Linked DNA regions of Mus musculus: region 1 is linked to region 2. Evidence: chromatin contacts called from public Hi-C data. All regions are on one chromosome and are shown on one strand. Each heading gives the region's core, a stretch centred on a gene start, on an enhancer-like site or on the middle of the called end of the contact. The rest is flanking DNA. Distances are from core to core; before and after follow the strand shown.

Evidence for each region. A called contact is a pair of places that touch in the nucleus more often than the background predicts.
Region 1: a contact with region 2 is called in a Hi-C map of pancreatic cancer cells, with 1.9 times the contacts expected there. The contact joins the promoter of Krt42 here to the enhancer-like site in region 2. A contact is called at or near these places in 2 of 39 promoter capture datasets (hematopoietic stem and progenitor cells and macrophages), 11 of 484 Hi-C or Micro-C datasets (the HL-1 cell line, the Patski cell line, adipose-derived mesenchymal stem cells and 8 more), 7 of 115 datasets of contacts at active chromatin or transcription factors (astrocytes, embryonic stem cells and epiblast stem cells) and 4 of 9 other capture datasets (adipose tissue, embryonic stem cells, liver and 1 more).

The regions. Positions count from the first base shown.
Region 1 is chr11:100,264,223-100,271,802 of GRCm38.p6, reverse strand. It overlaps Krt42 (keratin 42), which reads left to right and starts at 1,852. Exons shown (of 8, transcript NM_212483.3): 1 at 1,852-2,393; 2 at 4,521-4,603; 3 at 4,712-4,868; 4 at 6,042-6,203; 5 at 6,749-6,874; 6 at 7,105-7,325. The coding sequence starts at 1,932.
Region 2 is chr11:100,220,301-100,227,351 of GRCm38.p6, reverse strand. No RefSeq gene overlaps it. Among named protein-coding and RNA genes, the nearest start is that of Krt14, 16 kb to the right of the region's middle. Within about 2 kb of position 5,426, at least 10 of the 459 cell types and tissues checked have an H3K27ac peak or open chromatin away from gene starts, as enhancers often do. A contact at or near this core is called in pancreatic cancer cells and trophoblast stem cells, where this site is marked.

The sequences.
Region 1 (7,580 bases), core at 603-3,102, 48 kb before region 2:
CAGGGAGTGGTCTGATGGGCGATCAAGAGAGCAGCCAGTACAGGGAGATGGCCAGCTCCTAAGGAGAGGGGGTTCTTGGGAGTGAGGCTCTGGCATTATGTGGAGTGTGGGTGGCCTCCATAGCTGGCCTTTCCCTAGAACTTGTTCCTGGCCCACTCAGGTGAATGCAGGTTCTGCCGGCTTCCTTTTCAACCCCAAGACAGTCTAGATTGGCAGGAAGTCCTTCTTGATATCTAACCTTGTGGTAGTGACTGGGCATTTCTCTTTCATGTTGGCTCTGAGTCTCCCTTATCAATAGCCTTCACAGGACAGGTGGAAACGGGTTGAAGCCAGTGCCTTCTCCTTCTTTCTCAGATAGTTCTTACAGTTCTTACTCTGGTGCCTCAGGTGAGGGGCATCTTCCCGTGAGAACCACGCCCTTCAATCTAGCGTCTTTCCAGGAGTTCTGGGCTATCTGGGAAACCCAGTTCCCTCCCTCCTTGTCCCCGAGTGTGGGCAAGGAGCCCAGGCCACCCGTGTGCCTTCCATCTCTGCCTGGGCCCCGGGCCCTGGCCACCCCTGGAGGCTCCACATTCAGACAGGCTCTGCTCAGACGCCAGTGTCCTGGCAGCACCTAAATCATTACCGCCGCAGAGATTAGGCAGCTAATCTCCTTGCTGGGTGGAGCGGCCGCCAGGCTGTGGGATCTCACCGCTCCCCTGCAGGGTGCCTGCTGACTCTCAGGACTGGGATGTGGCTCTTCCATGGGGCCTGACTCCTACTCAGGGTAACCCTGGTTATAGTCCTGCTTTTCTGTGGCTTTCCCTCCCCTGGTGCTGTCTCTGGGAACCCTCTGGGTCGGCTTTCCTCAGTTGTGGGGCAAGTGAGCAGGGGCCACACTTTTTCTCTGGTCTTAGGCTCCGTCTCCATCCTCCACACCCTTTTCCATCTCATCACAGCTTTGCCTGAGTCAAAAACCCTTGGGAGATATCAGTGGGTTTCTCCTTTATTATATATATATATATATATATATATATATATATATATATATATATATATATATATATATAGAGAGAGAGAGAGAGAGAGAGAGAGAGAGAGAGAGAGAGCAGCATGCCATGCTGTGTGTGTGGAGGTCAGAAGACAATTTTGTGGAGTCAGTCCTTCCTGCCTTTACTGTGAGTCCTGGGGATTGAACTCAAGTCATTAATCTTGTACAGAAAGTGCTCTACCTGCTGAGCCATCTTGTCTACCCTGATTTCCTTTTAGAGATGAAGAAACAGATACACGCTCATTGACTTCTTGAAAACCTAGAGCTCCCTTTTGCCAATGGCCGTATTTCTTCTTTCTTAGTCAGGGACCCTCAACTCTGAGGCTATGTCTTACCTTGAAAGCTTGGAATAGTTCCAAGAGAGCTGAGGCTACCCCAACTTAGACTGAGTGGCCCTACCAAGACTGTCATGTATGGGGCAAATATCCACGTCTTTCTCCCCGAGACCCTGGAATGTCAGGAGGGACCAGATCGCCTTCCTGGTTCCTGGGCCTGTGGAGCCTTGTTTGAGGCCCTTCCCTGTTCCTGGGCTAGATTCTTCGGACTCCCCCCAAGAATGAGCTCAGCTGCCTAATTGTGGTTAAGGACGGGAAGATCACCCTAGCCTGGGGCTACAGCTCCAATTCCACCTTTGTTTTGGAACAGAACAATGGACCACTAAGAGGTCACCCATGCTCAGGCTGGGCAGACACAGGAGGGGGCCTCAGGATACAGGGGTGAATTACACAGGTCCAGCCCAAGCCTCAGGCCGGGTGGCTGGCTGGAACAGAGACAAATTACAAGGTTGGGGTTTTGGCTTGGACTTCAAGGAACAGAGGCTCAGTCTCCCTTCAGCCTGGCTATAAAGGGTAGCCCAGGGTCTCCATCTAGTCCAGACCCTGTTGCTTGACCTGAGGATAACATGGCTTCCACTACCAGTGTCCGCCAGTTTTCAACTTCTGGCTCCGTTAAGGGCCTTTGTGCTCCCGGCATGGGATTCTCCCGGATGTCCTCTGTTCGTGTTGGGGGTGCCTGCCGGGCTCCCAGCCTCTTGGGAGGTGGAAGCTGTGGCAATATGTCCGTCACCTCCTCCCGCTTCTCAGCAGGCTTAGGAGGCGGCTATGGTGGTGGCTACACTTGCAGCCTGGGTGGGGGCTTTGGCTCCAGTTTTGGTGTGTCGGATGCCCTCCTAGGGGGCAGTGAGAAGGAGACCATGCAGAATCTTAATGACCGGCTGGCCACCTACTTAGACAGGGTGCGTGCCCTGGAGGAGGCCAACGCTGACCTGGAGGTGAAGATCCGTGAGTGGTACAAGAAGCAGGGCCCCGGACCGGCTCGTGACTACAGCCCCTACTTCAAGACCATAGAGGACCTGCGGAACAAGGTGGGAGCCTCTTACCTCCCTTCTGCTGTCTGCCCATGGTCCATCCTCAGAGTGGAAGACCTCCCCATCATAGACTTCCACCATTTGGCCATTCACCCCTCCTTCTCTCACATCTCTGGAATAACCCAGTGTCTCTGGGGTTGTCCTGGGTTGTGTGGTCTTTGGGAACTCTCCAAGAAGACGAAGGAGAATTTGTCTCCTCTCATGGAACTTATCTGGGGTGGGTGATAGAGGAGGGATGGGATAGCTTCAGGACTTTGAGGGCAGTTGCGGGCATTGCAACTGTAGAGAATAGCCTGATAAAGGGTCTGGGAGGTGGACAGTATCTGGTATGGATGCTGCAACATTAGGCTAGGTATGGTCATCTTCTTTTCTCTGGGGCTACTCTCCTGTAGCCTCACCCTTCTCCAGGTCACCATCCTTGATGGATGGCACCTGTCTTTTATCCAGAATCTTGGTATTCCTTCAACACTTTAATGTTCAGTCTATGCCCCGTTTCTTGCCCTGACTTCAGAGTCTGTGTGTTCTCAGGGTGTGTTAGTTGTGGGTTTCCCTCTCTCTATGATGGCTCTTTCAGGGTCCGGTTTTCAACTCAGACTGGAAGCTAGCTTGACCGAGGCGGACCCTCTCTCTGCCCCTTACATACTTTCTTGATCTCTAAGAAAATGATTTTGGCATCTGTAAATGTGGCCACTCAGGTCTTAGCACAAACCTGCTCTGGGATGGTCTGGGCACTGAGCCCTATGGAAAGCAGAGGTTGAAGATCACTGAGAGATAGACTAGCCACAGACTGGTCCCAGGCAGCTGTGAGGCTGACCCAGGCTCTGGGGTAGAGAGCCAGCCCTACGGCGGTCTAGTGAGGGGCTTTGTCTGCTCCTGCCTGGGTCCTCCACCTGGCATCAGGGGATTCCTGTAATCTCCTTTGGAAGCAGAGATCCTGGCTGTGCCAGATCAGATACCAGGTTTTGTTGGGGCAGCGGGGAACCCAGGGGAATCCTGGTGAGTCAGTGCTCGGCATTTTGGGGTTAGCCAACACTTTGCCATCATCCTCAGAGCAAAGTCCACCCCATTCCCCGGATTTCCATTCCCTGACCTCAATATTCTGGCTAGGCTTCCTGGGCACACTGCATATCAGGTACCTGGGGACACAGAAATGTCCAGGTCTCTGCAGGCTACAGATGGTGAGGCAGAAGAAGGGAAGAAACTTGACCCTTAGGTTCAGCCTGCATGACCAAGTCACTGCATGGAAATTAGGGCCTGGAGTAGGGTCTTGGAGAGGGCTGAGGTGGCCCTAGACATGCGATGGTTCCCATGTCTATGCTATGTCTATGGAACATCTTCCTCCTGGGTCAGTCTGAAACCATGATAACTTCCACCTAGCTCCTGCTATGGGGTGAGTTCTCCTCCCTCCCCACAACCCCATTAACACTCTTGCTCAGGCCCAGCCTTGGGCATTTCCAACAATTATGGACTTCCTGTCTCTTCTTGGGCTCTGCCCTGGCTTTGAGCAGGGGCCCGGTCATAACCTCATTAATCAATTAATTAGTCACATAATTAGACAAATACACCCTGGGGGCTGACTGTGGGCCAGGCGCTGTGCCCAGGCCTGGGGAGTCCAAAGAGAACCAGACAGGTATGGTCTCGATCCATTCCCATGTTGTTCTGAGTCCAGTGGGGGAGCAACTAACACAAAATGTAGTGGAAACTGAGATAAGATTGTCCCAGAGATGGATATGGGCTATGAGGGGGACAGCGGGGAGATGAAGGGGGCAGGGAGACACAGTGACATGGAGGTGGGGGAGTTGGCAGGGCTTTCTGGAGCAGGTAGGGGTGAGCTGGAGGTGAATTTAGTTGGGAATAAGGCCCAGGCAGCTTAGACCCCATGATGACAGATAGATGCCTGTTTTTCTATGTCACCGTGTTATGTCCCATTACTCTGTGAGTCCTTGGTGGCAGGGGGGGGGGGTCTTGGCAGTTGCTGAAACCACTGCTGGGTGTTCAGAGGATGACACCAAAGAGACATTCATCACCTCTCCTATGCAAGGCTGCATGCAATAGCAAGGTACAACAGAGCCTTCTGGGGCTCTGTGGTGGGTACTTGCTCATGGAGTTCACCATCACCCACAGATCCTGGCAGCCACAATCGACAACGCCAGCATCGTGCTGCAGATTGACAACGCTCGCCTGGCAGCCGATGACTTCCGCACCAAGTGAGTCTGTGCCTGTGGGCTGCCCCTGGGGAGCTGGTGGTGGGTTCCCACTCTGCACACAGCACAAGAATGGTGTGTGGACCATGCCCCCTACCTCCAACCCTGCAGGTACGAGACAGAGCTGAACCTGCGCATGAGCGTGGAGGCCGACATCAATGGCCTGCGCCGGGTGCTGGATGAACTGACCCTGGCCAGAGCCGACCTGGAAATGCAGATCGAGAGCCTGAAGGAGGAGCTGGCCTATCTGAGGAAGAACCATGAGGAGGTGAGGCCAGCATAGGAGACATCGGAGAAGCCCGCAGTGAAGCTGGGTCCACAGAACTTCTGCAGGCTGAGTCTGTGTACTAGGTCCAGCCCTCATCACCAGTGCGTTCCTGGCCTGGTGCTGACCCTTAGTGAACCTTGAGTGAAGTTTGGGGCCAGGGGTGAGGGTGGGGATTGCAAAGGGTAGTTGGGAGGGGGCAGGGGATGTGGGGAGTGAAACTCCAGAGACTTCCTTCCGCTCATCCCTGCAGGCTTGGCTGACCGTGCAGGAACAGTTAGCTCACTAATGAGTGAATCAGGCTAACACGCAGTACTAATTATTATAATTAATTATAACAAGGCGCATTTGCTCAACCTTACAACTGATTCACTACAGTTACTTCCACTGATACTGACAACATGGCTCTTGCCCTTCTCCTTTGGAAGCAAAGAAACAGAGGCTCAGAGAGTGTTAGAGACATACCTAGCGCTGTACAGTGACTTGACCTCGTGCCTGTCCTGTCTGACTTGTATCCATCCACACGAGGGTCTGGCTCCATCTCTCCACAACTCCCCACCCCCCTGACTCCCTTTTCTAGAGACTTCTGAATTTTATGTCCCCAGAGTGCAGTCCAAGGATGGAGGTCTAAGACCCCACTTGGGACTCAAGCACTGTGCATTTGTGGTTTCCTTCCCAGCTCAGCACTGCCTGTCCTGGGCCGGGGGAGCTTGACTCCCAGGTGCAGGACACCCAGACAGTGCTCCCCTTAACTTTGTGGCTGAGTACAGAACTGCCCCTTCCCACCAGACCAGCATTGCTTAATACGGTCTGGCTTGGACAGATAGATGCCACCACAGGGTGTCTCACCCATGCTTACGCTCTTGGGTTGATGGCTAAGGGACAAGGCTAGGGGTCAGAAAGTAGGGTGAGGTTGCCTTTTCTTCCCTTCCCCCTCACCGGAAGCTTCCTCTCACTTCATACAAATTCGAATGTAGGTGCTAGGCGCGCTTGTGTTAGAGTGTTTGTTAGGGGAGACTGATGGAATCCACAGTCCAATGAGTACAGGGCCTGTCCTCCGTGTGGCAGCTTCACCCGGGAGTTGCTGGCCTGGCTGTCTACCTGCTTTCCTGAGATCCAGGGACTTTTCCCAGAATGGCTTTGGGTGACCTCCTGCTGTCTGTCCTCTCTGCCCAGGAAATGAATGCCCTTCGTGGCCAGGTGGGCGGGGACGTCAATGTGGAGATGGACGCCGCCCCCGGTGTGGACCTGAGCCGCATCCTGAACGAGATGCGGGATCAGTATGAGAAGATGGCGGAGAAGAACCGCAAGGATGCTGAGGAATGGTTCTTCACCAAGGTGGGTGGCCGTGTGCGGCACGTGTGCTCACGTGTGGTTGTGGATGCTATCCGCCGGCATGGAAAACATTGGAAACCACTCAGAGCTGTACTCAGGCTTTAAGGTAACTGTAAGGCCTGGCGAAGCTCAGACACTCAAGGCTTTCCCTTGTGGCTATGGCTGTGGCCTGTGGAACTGATCCAGGCCACCCAACCTGGGTCAGGCTCCACCTATCACAGCTGTTCACTGCATGTGTTTGGATATGTAGCGGTGTTTGGATAAACACCTACTGGCTGAACATTTGTGGGGCCTGGGGGCAGTCACTAGCACACCAATAATCTCTGGTGCCTGCTTTGAGGTGCTGTAGTTCGGCAAGGGTCCCTTGCAGGTTCTAGATACATTGCATGTGTTCCTTGTGGGCACAGAGGGGCTCTGGATACAGGTGCCTATGAACTCCTCTGAGGCCAGGGAGGGGTAGTTCTGGAAGGATAGGGCTTAGGGACAGCTCCCATCCTCTGTTCCCTCTGAAAGCCTCCTTTAGTCTCTCCGTTCACCCTGCCTTCCAGACAGAGGAGCTGAACCGAGAAGTGGCCACCAACACGGAGGCCCTGCAGAGCAGCCGGACAGAGATCACGGAGCTCCGCCGCTCTGTGCAGAACCTGGAGATTGAGCTGCAGTCCCAGCTCAGCATGGTGGGTCACTGTCCCTGTCTTGCCTGGTGCTTGTCACTTCTGTTGAGCCCTGCCACACAGAACCCCTACTTGGATGACTAGAAGCAACCCGTTTAGCCCACCCCATTGGTCTCTCTCTGCCCCAGTTCATTTAAGTCACACAGATGGGACCATGCTCCCTCCCAGGTGGGTGTCATCTTTGGGGAAGGGTTCCACTCTTGTCTCACTGTCATCCTCTCCTCGGGCCACAGAAAGCATCACTGGAGAACAGCCTGGCAGAGACAGAGGCGCGCTATGGGGCCCAGCTGGCGCAGCTGCAGGGCCTCATTAGCAGTGTGGAACAGCAGCTGTGTGAGCTGCGTTGTGACATGGAAAGGCAGAATCATGAGTACCAGGTGCTGCTGGATGTGAAGACCCGACTGGAGCAGGAGATCGCCACCTACCGCCGTCTGCTGGAGGGCGAGGACGCCCAGTGAGTGGGGTCTAGGCACCTACCAGGCTGGGCTGGGTACTACCTTGTCCAAGGAATGTCACCAGTTCGATGTGAATGTGGAGGTGTGCAGGGGTGAAACGGATGGAAAAGGCGTGGGTCTGACCGTGAAGATTGTCATGGGTACCATCTGAAGCACATAGACTAGATCTTGTGGGCCATGGGGAGCCATGGAGTAACATGAGGCAGAGAGATGGTCATCTAGATCTTTGGGGACTATTTGCTTTGGCTATGGAG
Region 2 (7,051 bases), core at 4,177-6,676:
TGGTGTCATGGCCAGGATAAACATCTCTCCCATGCAGTCCTTCCTCCTCTCCTTATCCATTCCTTCTTTTGAACGCTGATGTGTACTTGGGAGCCATCTGCTATGTATGCCCTCTTCCCCATATACATCCATCCCTATGTCCAACACTATTTCTTGGGGCTTTCTTATCCTTGCCAGAAATTGTGTACTCGTTTCTTTCCATCTCTCTCTCCCATTTCTGTTTTCAACCAGATAATCTTTCTCATAAGAGCATGGTCAAAATTAGGAAAATTTAGATTAGCACTCTCTACTTGTGGGGCTGTGATGATTCCCTTAGCTTTTCCCCCTTAGCCCTTACCTGTCCTACTCCCATGAGTCAACTCTTTCTGCTTAATTTCATGGTTCACAACTCTCTCAGGCTCTGTTCCTTTACGCTGAATGCCTTCCAGAATTTAAGTACCACAATGTGTGTATGTCAGTTTGAGTGTGTGTGTTGTATGTGTGTGTGTATGTGTTGGCATCCATGTGTGTATTGCATGTGTATGTGTGCATATGTGTTAGTATGTGTGTGTGTATATGTCAGTTTGAGTGCCTGTGTTGTATGTGTTGGTATCCATGTGTGTATTGCATATGTATGTGTGCATATGTGTCAGTATGTGTGTGTGTATGTGCCATCATGAGTATGTGTGTATCTGTGTGTGTTTTATGGTGTGCATATGTGTGAGTACGTATGTGTTTGGTTGCATGTAGAAGAGTCATTCCCATGCTGTCTTTATTCTATGTCTACCTCCCACTTTCAACCTCAGCTCTTTCTTTTCCTTTGCTCCCTTATTTCTAAACACTAATCTTCTACTTCTGTTTTTTTTTATTATTTAGTTTCATTTAAAAATCATTTATCTTCTTTCTTTGTCTGAAGGATGATGATTTAGTTCTTTTATATGCATTGACAGTCACTACTTTCTGAGTAGAGTCATAGTTTTGGCTTCATAAACATTTACATTATGGTAGCTATATATTATTCATAGTCAAAACATGTTTTTTAGTGTAGTAAATTTCCTTGGAATAAACACATCTTCCCCCAGTTTGTTTTGATTTTTTTTTGTACATGTCACTCGTCTCTTCCCTGATTTTTTTTTTTGTTGGATATATGTATTTTCTTAATGTGTCAACATCCTGGAATTTCTGTCACTTTCACCTTTTTTTTTTTTTTTTTGGTTTTTTTTTTTTTTTTTTTGTTTTTTTGAGACAGGGTTTCTCTGTATAGCCCTGGCTGTCCTGGAACTCACTTTGTAGACCAGGCTGGCCTCGAACTCAGAAATCCGCCTGCTTCTGCCTCCAAAGTGCTGAGATTAAAGGTGTGCACCACCATGCCCAGCACTGTCACTTACATCTTGATGATAGATATATATTCCTTTAGGAGTCTTCTGTTCTCCTACTCCAATTTGTGTTATGGTTGCTCTCTGAGCTTGTCACCTAGATGAAATCTCCATTAATAGTCATCCATTTTTTTGATCTCTGTCTCTTTGTCTCTGATCCTCTCTCTCTGGCTCTCTCTCTTTCTCTTTCCCTGCCCACCATTTTAGGAAATCATATGTTCCATCTATTTCCCAAGACTTCATGTAGGTTAGCATTGTTACTGTTATTGAAGTTTTCATGTCTGAGAAGATCTTTTGTCTAAGTTCACTCTTGGCAGATAGTTTGGCTGGGTATAAAATTCTAGGTTAAACAGTGTCTTTCCTTAGCCTCTGAGGGTCTTCACTGGCTCTTGATGTTGCTATTGAAAAGTCTCCTGCCACTTTGGTTGTGGATCCTTTGCCTTGTTCTATTCTCATTCTCTTTATTGGAAATTTTATTGTTTTTTTTTTCCTCCCTAAGAAAGGACTATCATCACATGTAGTGCCTTAATGAAGTTGTTTTCACATTGGCTGGGTGTTAGTATACACTTCTACCATGGGGACTCAGTTCTTACATTCTGGGAAATTTCCTCATTTTTAGAGCTTCCTTTATTCACTACCTTTGTCTGGAACTGTTTTTTTTTTTTCTTCTTCCCTTTTTCATGTGTATCCCCTACTCTCTTCTATTTAACTCATATTTCTTCACTTTTGGAAAAAAATTATTAACTTTTTCAACAAAATATGTTATTTAAAATAAAAAAAACCTTTGTGATGTTTTTTAATATTCCATAGTCCTAAATATTTTTTCAATAGCCATTTGTTTTTGACTTAAGATGTCTTATCCCATTGTGTCTGTTAGTCACATCTTAGACAATTCTATTCCTTTTGTTTTCTCAGTTTCCTTGAAGTGCCTTGTTTTGTTTTGTTTTTGTTTTTTAAACTCCATATTTCATACCAGAAACTCTTCTCAGATTCCTTCTGGTCCTTGATAGTCAATCACATTTTAGAGAAAGGTACAATGGAGATGATTTGCATGTGTGTATGTATATATGTGTACATCAGAGGGGTTTGTCTTCTGGAAAGTCTTATCATGAATTGATATGGTGGGGAATGAACTGTTTCCTTGAAGTGCCCCAGGTGTTGTACCTGGAGATAATTTCCCTTGAGATGGGTCTTCTTCAGAAAGGATGTCTCTAATTTCCTGTGTGGGATGTAAATGCTAACAGCTTTCTGGGAGATGTGTGGGATCAGTGGTATGGGAAAGGCCCAGTCTGTTGTGATTTTTTTTTAACAGTCTATTTCAATGTGTTACTCCCTTTCTTGGCTCTGGTTGTTCAGATCCACTAGAGATTATTTCTTTTAAATTCCAGATTCTTTTGGTCCACAGTGGGAGTGGTTGATACCTATTTGGCATACAGAAGGAAAGAGAAACTATAGAGACTTTCCTACTTCTGTTTAAGACCTTTAACCCACTCTCCTATTTCTCTAAGACAGGGTCTCACCATGTAGTCTAGGCTGGCCTTGAACTTGTGATCCAACTGCCTTAGCCTCCTGTATTATATAGGGTTATGAGCATGCACCACTACAGCTGGCTCCCAGTCTTCTGTCTCCAGCTTACTCTTAGCTTATTTTCACAGGTGTCTGAGGTTATGATTTGTAGTCTGCTTCATTCTTGCTTGGGTGAGTCCTCCGTTTCTCTTATGTCTTTCAGATTCTGACACTTTGCCTCTTCTTGCTCTTTGTTCCCATGGATTTTATCCAATTTCAGTCATCCTAGTGGTACTTAGAAGGCAAAACTAAATTATATATTTAGCTTGTCATTTTACTGTGAAATCCCCTTACGTAGTAAAACCATATTTATCTTTCTAGGTTGCTGATCCGGATTCATTATTTTACAATAAATAATCTTTGTTAATTGTTCAGCAAACATCACTCTTTTTCTTTATGGTCACCAAGCCTGTCCTCCAGATTATAGGGTGAACCTATGATTCATACTGAATCTTAAATCCCAATACCCCAAAGCAACTACTGGTAAAAAGTCCCTCATTTTTACATGTATATGAAAACACTTATGTATATTATAATTACAGTTACAGGACACTGAATCCATTTTACATTCAACTTTTCCCATGGTGCTGTGTATCTAACTCTAAGAGCCTCAAGAATGCCAGACAAGCAGGGTATGACACATAGATATCACCAGCCTCAGTTTTTATTAATATAATAAACAAAACACATTCCTCTATTATTAAATATCCCTTTTTAATGTTCTTTTAACTGTTTGTGGCTGCTGTCACTGTAGAAAGAGCACAGCAGCGAACATCCTTCTACCCAACACTTGTCATGAATAAATGTTTTTGGAATATCTCGTTAGGCTTGCTCTCTGAGATGTAATCACTAAAGGAACAGATAGAAATGTTTCAAGGTTTGTAGTTTGTATTGCCAAACTATTTTCAAGAGGCATTGTGCCAATCCAAATATTTACCATCAGGCAGGCAATGGGAAGGTCCAGTTCAAGACACGCCAGCCAACTTTGAGCATTGTCTCGTGAGAGCTTCCTAAATGAAGTGATGCACCCATCTCTTTTAGAGATGACATCGTTCAGAGACCCTTACACAGAGACACAGACTTGTGCTGTTGAACAGCTCCTGGCCTGGTGCACATGTTTGGAATGGGATGTCAGCACACAGGGTGTGGATCCCATGTTCCCCGTGTGTGGGAGCTGTTGGAAAGAGTGGTTGGTGCTACTATGCTCAAATGGTTTGCCTCTGATCTGTGGACCCATGGGAAATTCATGAGAAAGGCTGCCCCTACACAGATAAGGAAGCTGAGGTGTGTATTTGCTGGTTTTGCTTTATTATGATAAATCACAGGATGCTATGCAACTTCACAAAGCCATTTGTTTTGGCTCATGGCTTCAGAGGCTCAGAGTCCCATTGGCTCAGCCTCTGGTGATGACCTTCTTGTAGGTAGAATCCCAAAGTGGCATAGGGCATCACTTGATAGGACACACAGGAGTGCCAGTGCTTATCTGTTTATCTTGTCTCCTCTTTTTTTTCTTCTGTAGCCACCAGGATTCAATAATGACCTTATTTTAATGGATTCACTTTGCAAAGATGCCCCACCTCCCAACACTGTAGTTGGGTTTAAGTGTCCACCTTCCTGATACCATAGAAATAACTGCAGGAGTTGGGTTCCTGCCTAAGATCCTGGGGGAGAGAGGTGTCATGAACTGTATTCAAATCACAGCAAGGCCCAAGATAATCAAGAGGGGCTGGGAGGAGTAGTATTCTTGGGGCTCAGCAGTAGGTAAAACTCCTTGAAGATCAGGGGTGGCATTTTCCTTGCCCATTGCTACATTTTGCAAACATAAAACAGTTGCCTTTTAAGGCAAAATGGGAAGGAAATTCAGTTGGTAGAGTGCTTGCGCAGTATGCCCAAAGCTCTGGGTTCTGTTCTCCAATACCACACAAATCAGGACTCCAGTGGTGGAGGCAAGAGGATTAGAAGTCCAAGGTCACCTTGGCTTTGTGATTTGAGGTCAGCCTGGAGTACAGGAGACCCTATCTCAGCAAACACACCATGCACAGACACAAATAATACCCAGCGATATTAAGACAGAAATAGTGCCTTGATTCTAGGAGCTTCTCTTAGACAAGGGACCTGACAATCTACCTGGAAATGCCTGCTGATCCAAGTCCCATATCAGCCCTGGCTGCTTCTTGAGCTTCCCGGTCAGGATGGAGAGACTCACGGTGTACCTTGTCACTTGTCCAGTTTGAACACACCCTCAGATTCCTTATGCCTGAGTTAGTGTCAAGGTTTGTGAAACACTGTTTTAGATAATTGCTAAGACAATGGCTAGTGCAAGAGTTAATGATAGCCCGCAACTCTCCCCCGCTGATGCAAATCAATTAGTGGTTAGCGTGTGAGGTTTACTTTCTTTGGGCTTTTTGTTTCCAAGAGCTATAAAAAGTTCAGTGTTTCTTCCCAGTGTCTGAGAGAAGCAATTTCTTATGCTAGACCGCCCACTACTGTGGTTTAAGCCTCTGACGCTCTCTGAAGACAAACACAGAGGAAGCAGGCGAAGCTTGGTGTTTTGTTAGTCAACCAGCTACATTAGACTTTATCTAGCAAGTATGGGCGGGCTCCTTGGGCCATGGGTGGGGCTAAGCCGAGGAGCTTTGGTTAAAAGTCTGCTCTCTCAGGCTGTCATGGAACCTTCTCAGAGGAGTTTCTGTCAGGGAGGCTCATTGTATGGGCACAGGGTAGCCTCCATGGGAGGAAGATAATGCTGTAGAAGACAAGTACTGTTTTGAGTCCTGAGGGATGGCATTCTTGACCTGGCCCTTCCTCTACTGTTATCTGGGTTGCTATGGAGACAGACATAGGTGTAGCTCTACTCCCAACAGTTGAATGTTTCTGATGGGATCTTGTGCAGATAAAGGGGTGACAGGCAGATACCAGCACTTCTGGAGACTTCCTTTCCAATTTTACCTCTTGTTGACACATCTGGCCTCAAGGGTCCTTCTTCTTCCTCCAGTTATTAAGCTGTTACACATAAAGTGGATGCCTCTCTCCTTTCCTTCATTTCTCTATGGCAAAATAGAAAATATAAGAAAAACACTTTTCTATCTCTTAGTGCTCAGAGTTTTAAGTTCCCTTAGAGTATTTTCTAGCTGCATTATACATGGTATGTGTGGAAGATAATTTTTCAAATTGCACAAGTGCTACCTTTAATGTTAAGTTTATAGAAAGGTGGTGGTGGTGGTGGTGGGGTGCTGGAGAGATGGCTCAGCAGTTAAGAGAACTGGTTACTTTTCCAGAGTTCCTGAGTTCAATCCCCAGCAACCACATGGTGGCTCACAAGCATCTATAATGGGATCTGATGCCCTCTTCTGGTCTGTGTGGAGACAGCGACAGTGTACTCACATATAATAAGTAAATAAACAAATATTTAAAAGTTAATAGAAAAAAATAAGTGCCAAAGGATGTAGGAGCCAGGAGCTGTGGCACACCCACCACCCCAGCTACTCAGGAGGCTGAGGCAGGAGGATCACTTGAGCTCTAAGTTGTTTGCTTGGTTCATTGAGTTGGTTTGATGTTTTTGCTTTCTTTTTCTTTAGAGGGGCTGAGGATTGAACTGAGAGACTCATGCATGCTGAGCAAGCACTAGATCCAGTATTTGCCTGTTTGATTGATTGTTTTTAATCGGGGACTCACCGTGTAGCCCAAACTGGCCTTCAACTCAAGATTTTCCTACCTCTGCCTCTCAAATGCTGCAGTTACAAGAACCACGATACCTGTCTTTGCAGCCTTTTTAAATTTGGAAATTGATGTGGTATTCAATAAGTAAATTCCCCCTTTCCATCTTTAGTATTTTGGGGGACAAGGTGTCATGTAGTTGAGGCTAGCCTCAGACTCTGATCTGCTGGGGATGGCCTTGAACTCCTGAACCTCCTGCTTCCATCTCTTAAGTTTTGAGATTAGAGATGTGTATCATCCCGCCTCATTAGCTAATTCTTTAGTTTTTAAAATTTTTTATTTAATTTCTTTCTCTTTTCTGTTTTCTCTTTTATGGTGTGTGTGTGTGTGTGTGTGTGTGTGTGTGTGTGTGTGTGTGTATGTGTGTGTGTGTGTGTGTATTAATGAGGCTTATTAGCTAATTTGGGCTACAC